2 separate regions of the Sus scrofa genome follow, and region 2 is linked to region 1. The links are chromatin contacts, called in public HiChIP or PLAC-seq maps. All regions are on one chromosome and are shown on one strand. The core of a region is the stretch at or near the end of the contact, and the rest is flanking DNA. Distances in the headings are between cores, read along the strand shown.

The links. HiChIP or PLAC-seq counts read pairs in DNA pulled down with a chosen protein or histone mark.
Region 2: an H3K27ac HiChIP or PLAC-seq map of alveolar macrophages shows a contact between it and region 1. The contact joins two enhancer-like sites. A contact is called at or near these places in 4 of 47 Hi-C or Micro-C datasets (alveolar macrophages, embryonic fibroblasts, fetal skeletal muscle and 1 more) and 2 of 2 datasets of contacts at active chromatin or transcription factors (alveolar macrophages and skeletal muscle).

The regions. Positions count from the first base shown.
Region 1 is chr4:7,914,524-7,918,582 of Sscrofa11.1, reverse strand. No RefSeq gene overlaps it. Among named protein-coding and RNA genes, the nearest start is that of ST3GAL1, 20 kb to the right of the region's middle. Within about 2 kb of position 2,207, at least 27 of the 83 cell types and tissues checked have an H3K27ac peak or open chromatin away from gene starts, as enhancers often do. A contact at or near this core is called in alveolar macrophages, where this site is marked.
Region 2 is chr4:8,054,917-8,058,975 of Sscrofa11.1, reverse strand. NDRG1 (protein NDRG1) reads right to left here. Exons shown (of 16, transcript XM_021088875.1): 10 at 2,603-2,706; 11 at 799-855. It also overlaps the pseudogene LOC106509942. Among named protein-coding and RNA genes, the nearest start is that of NDRG1, 43 kb to the right of the region's middle. Within about 2 kb of position 2,410, at least 4 of the 83 cell types and tissues checked have an H3K27ac peak or open chromatin away from gene starts, as enhancers often do. A contact at or near this core is called in alveolar macrophages, where this site is marked.

The sequences.
Region 1 (4,059 bases), core at 958-3,457:
TTGAGGCTTGGCAAAATTAAGAAATTTGCCCAAGCCTACATAAGGGATGTGGCCGGGTCAGGTCTTTGCTCCATCAGCAGGAGGCACTTCATCCTGTGGACAGGGTCAGGGAAGGGTGGGAGTCAGAGAACCACGGCAACCACAGTTCATCACAGAGCATTGGGTCTGGAAGGGGCACCATCTTGTTTTGTGTCCATAGGCTTCATCTACCACTGTTCTGAAATGCCTTCTCTCTCTCTCTCTCTTTTTTTTTTTTTTTTTTTTTTGCTTTTTGGGGCCTCACCCACGGCATATGGAAGTTCTCAGGCTAGAGGCCAAATCAGAGCTGCAGCTGCCAGCCCACACCCCAGCCACAGCCACATCAGATCCTTAACCCACTGAGCGAGACCAGGGATCGAACCCACAGCTTCATGGAAGCTAGTTGGATTCGTTTCTGCTGTGTCACAATAGAAACTCCTGTGCCTTCTCATTCTGGCTCTTCCTAAAGGCCTTCTATTTATGAGTTCTTCTGACACCCAAAGCTTGCAGTCTGGCCGCCCCACGTGGCAGAATACAGCCCTGTGTGATAGGTAAGGGCCTGAACTATGGCGTCAAATGGCCGGTTCAAATCCTATGAGCTCTGGCTTTGGGCGAGTTCCTGACCTGAGGCTGGCATGACACATACTTCCCACGCAAGGTCCTGGGCATCCGGACCTACCGAGCGCCTTCTCGGGCCAGTGTTGCATCTGCACAGGGACCTTCAAAGCCTAATGAAGGCCAGCCCTGCTCTGTGTTGTGGGGCCGTGGCTAAGTCACCACACCTCCCTGAATCCAGAGCTGGGGGCCTCTGCCTCCCGCTCTACGCAGCTCTGCAAGCAGCAAACATGGTCGTGGATGCGAACGTGCCAGGGAAAGGTCGGAATTTGGAATTCGGCCTGGTGTTCCTGGGGACCCCTGACTCCCAGCACAAAGTACCCCCTGTGGGGTCCACTCCCCCCCAACCCCAGGTGTGTCCTTCCAGGGGATGTCTCAGTTCAAAACTGCTGACCTGAGTCTTCGGCCTTGGGAAGGTCCCCTCCATGCCAACCAAGACCCCAGGCTCTGAGGCTCACAGAGGGTCAGATCGGGAGAGGGTTGCTCCATCAGCAGGAGGCACTTCAAATTGACCTGGCCACTCAAATTCGTAGCCTAGAGAATTGGGGTCAGAGGAGGGACAGGTTGGTGCTATGGCTTTCCAGCGGGTTGGGAATGATGCCACGGGGTGGGGGGCAACTCTCTCACCTTCCCACTACGCCCCCCTCAGCCTTCATCTTCTGCTGCATCTCTCGCATTTACCTGACTATTTATCCAGCCAGCACCTTTTTATTTTTATTTTTTCTTTTTAAGGCCGCATCCGCCGCACATGGAGGTTCCCAGGCTAGGGGTCCAATCGGAGCCACAGCTGCCGGCCTACACCACAGCTGCAGCAACGCCAGATCCGAGCCGCATGTGCAACCTACACCACAGCTCACAGCAACACCGGATTCTTAACCCATGGAGCGAGGCCAGGGATGGAACCCGCAACCTCACGTTTCCTCGTTGGATTTGTTTCCACTGCACCATGACGGGACCTCCCCCGTCAAAGCATCTTTAAGGTGATGCTTTGTCCATTCAGCCAGCACTGACTGAGCACTTGCCAGCTGCCAGGCCCTGTCCTGGGCACTGCCTGAGAATAAGAGGACCCCCCTCCCCCATCTCTGACTGAGAGCTGCCCAGGGGACCAGGCGGACAGGAAGGCCAAGACACAGGTCCTTGGAAAAGCATGTTCTGAGGGCAGAAGGCTCTGGAAGCCTGGCAAGACGGGCCAGGGTGGGGGGAGAAGGTGGGTGTCAGAAGGGAAGGGGGATGTGTCCTCCAGCCAAAGCGGAGAGGGTAGCAGATGACTCTCCTGAGGGCCAGAGGGTTCGTCCTGCCCCCATCCAGCCAGCTAGTGCCACAGCAGGAAGGGAGGCAATCGCCACAGCCCAGCAAGGAGAGGTGGCCGAGCTGGAGGGCAAGGGCAGGGCTGGGGCAGGACCTTGGCCCCCTGGGCAGGGACCTGGTTTCCCAGGGACCCGGTGCCCTGGGAAGAATCTGCCCAGAGGCATCTCCTGATCAGCTGGGCTCTTTCCCAGCTTCCCACCCTCCGCCGAGCCTACGTGCATCGGACGGGGAAGCCTGACTCTTTCGCAACCGGGACCTGGAGAGGCTGGCCCGTGCATTTTCCGTCTTTATTCGGAAAGCTCAGCTGGTAAAGGGAAGCCACGTGTGTGCAACAGGAAGTCGGGTTTCCAGGACGTGCCTGCAGTCACAGCTCTATTTCTGGAACAATTCTATGGGCTCAGATTTCTTTAGAAAACCTAAGTTTAAATGAAACCCTGACAGCCAGCTTTTCTCTCTCATTGTTTCTGGTCCTGACCCACCACCCCCACCTTCCCTCCTCTTCCATCACAGAGCTCTGGCTGTGAGGAATGTGTAACCTGAAGGCCTTCCTTCAGGGCTTCTAGAAGAATCCCCCCGTCGGACACAGGGCTGCTCCTGCCTTCACTGGGGAGTCCGCAGTGGAAGAAGGATCTGCACAGAAGGAGCCCGGCGAAGGGAATAAGCACAGGAACACACCCAGCTCCTGGTCCACACTGCAGCCCTTCGGATAGCAGGAGGCATTGATGGAGCCTAGGCTGGGGTCCCTCCCTAGGGTCTGGGCTGGTCCGTCTGCCATTCCCTGAGCCCACAGCATGGAGCCCTTGGCCCAGGCAGACTCGGGTCTCACCAGGGCAGGACCAGGGGGCCTCTCACCAGCCAGCTCCTTGATGTGGGTGACGTCAGGGAAAGACGTGGGTGGAGACACTGCCCCTCTGAATCCCAGATGCTCCACCACATCTCCCAGCCTCCCGCCCCTTGTTGGGACCACGTGGGTAGCTCTGGCCCCTGGACCTTGAGCGGAAGCTATGGGTGTCAACTCCAGGCAGAGAGAGTTAAGAATGAGTGAGTCAGACTTCCCGTCTCAGCAGAAATGAACCCGAGGATGCAGGTTCAATGCCTGGTCTTGCTCAGTGGCATAAGGATCCATCGGGATGTAGGTCGCAGACGCGGCTCAGATCTGGCTTTGCTGTGGCTGTGGTGCAGGCCGGCAGTTGTAGCTCCGATTCTCCCCCTAGCCCGGGAACCTCCATCTGGCACGGGTACGGCCCTAAAAAGACAAAAAAAAAGAATTAGTGAGTCATCACCCCCCCTCCCTTTGCCCGTGACCTTGAAGGCCACCGATTGAAGTTGGAGTTGGCACAAGATGAAAACAGCTAGGGGACCCAAGTCACCACAGGGAGAGATTGCCAAACCCCTCAGACTGTGACACTGCAGGGAACAAACCTTGTTATTCGGTTGTAAGTCACTGGGAGGTAGGGCTTACTGGTGGCCGCAGCACTAGCCTGACAGAGCCAGGTCTGACCTTGAATCCTCCTGATCCCTTACAGAGTGTGTGGCTGCAGCAAGTAACCAAGGTCTCTGAGCCCCAGACCTTCCACGAAGGTGGCAACGCCATCTCACCCTTAGGCCTCTTGTGAGAACGAAGTGAGAAAATGCATCACGAAAGCCTGGCACACAGAAAGGACTCAGAGGCTGGGATGCTGCCTTCTTGGCTTTATAGCTACTCTGTCATTTAATACCCACTTTACAGATTGAGAAACTAAGGTTCCAGAGGTCCAGTTGTGGCTCAGTAGAAACGAATCCAGCGAGTATCCCTGAGGTTGTGGGTTCGATTCCTGGCCTTGCTCAGGGGGTTAAAGATCTGACGTCACCATGAGCTGTGGTGTAGGTCATAGAAGAGGGTTGGATCCCAAGTTGCTATGGCTGTGGTGTAGGCCAGCAGCTGCAGCTCCAATTTCACCCCCAGCCTGGGAACCTCCCTATGCCATGGGTGCTGCCCTAAAAAGCAAAAAGAAGAAGAAAGAAAAGAAACTAAGGTTCCAAGAGATCAGGCTTTGTAACACATAGGTTACAAAGCTATGAGTCTCAGAAAAAGAGTAAGAGTCTGGGAGTTCCCACCGTGGCTCAGCAGAAAGGAAT
Region 2 (4,059 bases), core at 1,161-3,660, 140 kb before region 1:
GGGCAGAGAGAGAAGGAGGAGCTGAAGTTCATTTAAAGAGCCTTACACTCCCAGGCCTGCCAGGCTGGGATGAAAATGCTAAAAAAAAAAAATTATTTTGTTTTTTCCCATTACCCTTTGCTCTTTTTTAACTGCCTTCTTTCTCTATCCTCTGCTTTACTCTTAGAATAACATGAGTTAGTAGTCATTTACACCTTAGTCTGAATTTCAGCCAGAGAATTTCCATGCCCTGATGTTTTATTTCCTCTCCTCAAGGAAGGATAAATAGGACTTTGCTAGCAATCGAGATCAGAGACAAAAAGGACATGCCTGGCAAAGGATGTGACAAAGCATGTGCCAAGTTTAAGTGTCAAATAATATGGTTCATGGGGGTGATGAGGTTATAAAAAAACCAACAGTCACTACTGGTGGAATCCAGCTGGTTGTATCCATGAGTGTCTTTTCCTTCCAGTTTTATAGGGCTCTTCAGGGTGGGTCCTATGTCTTGTTCACCCCAAGGCTCAGTGAAGCAAAGCCTCACACAGTATGGGGGCAAAACAGATGCTTCGTAAATCCTGTCTGGTGTGGACAGCATTTCTCATCTGAGATCTAAGCCTCCCTGTTAGTCTCAGGGACACTCTATGAACCAAGCCCTTGCCCAAGGAGAAGACAAGTGAGGCTGGGCCATGCCCAATCCCTGGACAGAACCCACCCAGTCCTAGCATGGGGCAGGGGCCAGTCCTGCCGGACTCAGAAGGAAGGCACAGCGGGCAACTGTGAGTAAAGCTAAGGAGACAGCAGGAAGAAAGAGCAACTCACTGCAGGGTGACCGTGTGGGCTCCGGGCATCGGCCGCTCAATCTCCAGGTCCCGCCGGCTACAGACAGACACAGACAAATGCCCCATTACGCCAGCATAGCAGACCCTCCCCTGGAGGAAGCCCCCTCCCCCTGAGCTGATCCCTGGAGGTCCTGCACCATCCACTCTGGCAAACACCCACATCCCAACCCGTGCAAGGTCACTCCCCGGCCTCTTGGGATCCACAGACGTTTCAGGACTCACGCATTCCCCATGGCGCCCCCAGGTTTCCTTCTTTTGTTAGGAGGACACGTCACACCCTCCTCTACAGAAGGTCCCTGCCTCCCGTGGCCCTAGTCGGAGCCTGCATGTCTCAGATGGTGTCCAGCCTCCACTTGGTCTGAGCCTCAGTCCCACCCAAATTCTGAGTCCTCTGTATAGTAACCGCATCATTTTGTTTTGTTTTGTTTTGTTTTGTGTTTTTTAGGGCCGCACCTGCGGCATAAGGAAGTTCCCAGGCTGGGGGTAGAATCGGAGCTGCCCCACAGTCACAGCAACCATCGAGGGATCCAAGCTGCATCTGCGACCTACTCCACAGCCCATGGCAACGCCAGATATTTAACCCACTGAGTGGGGCCGCATCCTCATGGGTACGATTCTATTCGGGTTCGTAACCAGCTGAGCCACAATGGGAACTCCCAAAGCATCATTTTGGAACTCAGGCTTATCCCATTCACTCCCTCATTTTCAACCCTCCTGCGGTTTTCTGCTGTGCCGTAAAGTCCAGCCTGGCCCCATCCGTCTCCTCACCAGCCTCACACTGCCTGCTGGCTCCCACCGTGAGATGCCCTTTCTCACGTCACAGATGGGAGTCAGCCCGGCTGGATTCAAATCACACCCCTCTGCTTCCTAGCTGGGTGACCTCAGGCAGGAGGCTGAGCCTCTCTGTGCCTTTGTTTCCTTAGCAGGAAATGGCTGTGACAGCACTTCTTCATGGGGTTTTTGACAGGAATCAGTTTCTTCCTGCAGCATGTGGGGCTGTGAGGGCTGTGGCTGGCCTCCTCCTCGTGCCCACGGCCCCACTGAAAGCCTGCCCACTCCAGCCTTGTTTAGGGTTTGCTGAATAAATGAGCAGCTCAGCCTCCATGCCCTCAGTTACACGCTGGGGGTACCGCCTGTTCCTCCTGCACTGAGAGGCTGGGAGGAGGGTCAGAGGAAATGGACTCTAATGCCCATCATGAAGTCAAGTTATTAACATGTAGGAAAACAGAGCCCAGGAGGCTCATTCCTGCCACCTCTGTGGGAGCACAGCAGGATGAGTTCCCTGAAGATTCTAGAACCTCTGACCAACACCAGCGGTCCCAGCATCCCCTCCTCTAGTTGACTCCAGACCCTCTTATCCTTAAGAGGGCTGCACCCCTGCCAAAGGCCTGCTAAAGTGCTCCTCATCCTTGGAACGACTCCTCCGCCTCCCAGCAGCCTCCCTGGATTCCTCCCATCCTCCCACATCCTCTGCCGCTCGCATCACACCTGGACCTTCCTTGGCGTCAGCCATGGCACAGGCATGTATTCAAACCCATTGAGATGTGACCAGGTCCCACTCTCGCTTGCGCCCCTAGTGGTCTGGAGTGGAAGTTCAGCTCCTTGCAAAGCACTCAAAACTCCCCAAGGCATCTGGATTCCCCAGGCACCTCTGATCATCTATTTTGCTCAGGGCTGAATCTTCTGTTAATTTTATGATCCCCCTTCTCCTGCCCCATGTGCATGCCAGACCTACAAAAGGAGCCAGACAAGCAGCTATTGTGTGGCTGGGCAGCATTCGGTACCTGTTGTAGGCGTTGATGAACAGGTGCAGGTTACCAGGGTTCATGTCGTTGATGATGTGCTGTCGGTAGGTGTGCACCACCTCCACGTTATTCTGCATCTCCTCCTGCATTGAGAGCGGGCAAAATGTCATGCATGGGACCCATGACCCTGGGCGGGTCACAAGCCTCACCACAAAGTGAATGTAGTGATGCCTAATTCACAAGCCGGCTAGGGAGCCTGAGGGAACCTTCGGGAAAGCAGAAGCTACACCCAGATGCAGACTCATGTCTGAATATCAGCTGGGAGCAGAGGTGACGCAACCCTGAGGGGCAACCACGCCCTTCCGGGCTCAGACTTCAGGAGTTGTGATCTGAAGTCAGTCCTCCTGGATGGAAACTTGTTCCAGCCCTGTCCCTTTGTTAGACAAGTGTTTTACTTTTCTGAGCCTCAATGCCCTTAAAAAAAGGGGGGGGGTGGCTGAGGGTTTTTTCCCCAGTAATTGGCCTGAGGACCTCTAAAAATGGTTCCCTTTTCACTTGACCCAGAAAACCCCACAAAATCATGCAAACCAAGAGGTTTCAAATCTTCGTGTCCACTTAAGAACACTGGTGAAACTGCCCAGGCCACTAAGGATATGCACCACCAAGTATGTGAAGGATGTCACTTTACAGAAGCCATGTGTGCCCTTCCAGCAGTACAATGGTGGAGCTGGTGGGTGTGTCCAGCCCAAGCAGCAGGGCTGGGCACAGGATCGGAGGCCCCAAAAGAGCTCTGAATTTTTATTGCAGATGCTCAAAAATGCGGAGGGATGCTGAATTTAAGGGCTTCGATGCAGATTCTCTGGTAATTGAGCACATCCAGGTGAATAAAGCCCCCAAGATGCAGTGCAGGACTTACTGAGCGTGTGGTCAGAGCAACCCTAATGTGAGTTTTCCCTGCCACAGTGAGATGAGCCTTACTGAAAAGGAGAAGGGGGTTCCTAAGCCAGCAGAGGAGGTTGCACAGAAGACAAAGATGTCCCAGAAGAAAATGAAGAAACAAAAACTCATGGCCTGGGAGTAAATTCCGTAAAAAAAAAAAAAAAAAAAAAAAAATGTGAATAAAAGTAAAAAAAAAAAAAACCGTGGGGATGACATTACCTACTACCTATGTCATCCAATTGTAGGGATGAACAGAGATCGGGCACTCGGGAAAGTCTGAAACTGATGCAAATGTTGGCATCTATTTTATTTTATTTTATTCTTTTTTTTTTTTTTTTTTTTTGTGGCCGCACCTGCAGCATATGGAAGTTCCCAGGCTAGGGGTCGAATCGGAGCTACAGCCACTGGCCTACACCATGGCCACAGCAACTCAGGATCCGAGCTGTGTCTGCGACCTACCCCACAGCTCACGGCAACACCGGATCCTTAACCCACTGAGTGAGGCCAGGGATCGAACCACACCCTCACTAGTCGGGTGCGATTCCACTGAGCCACAA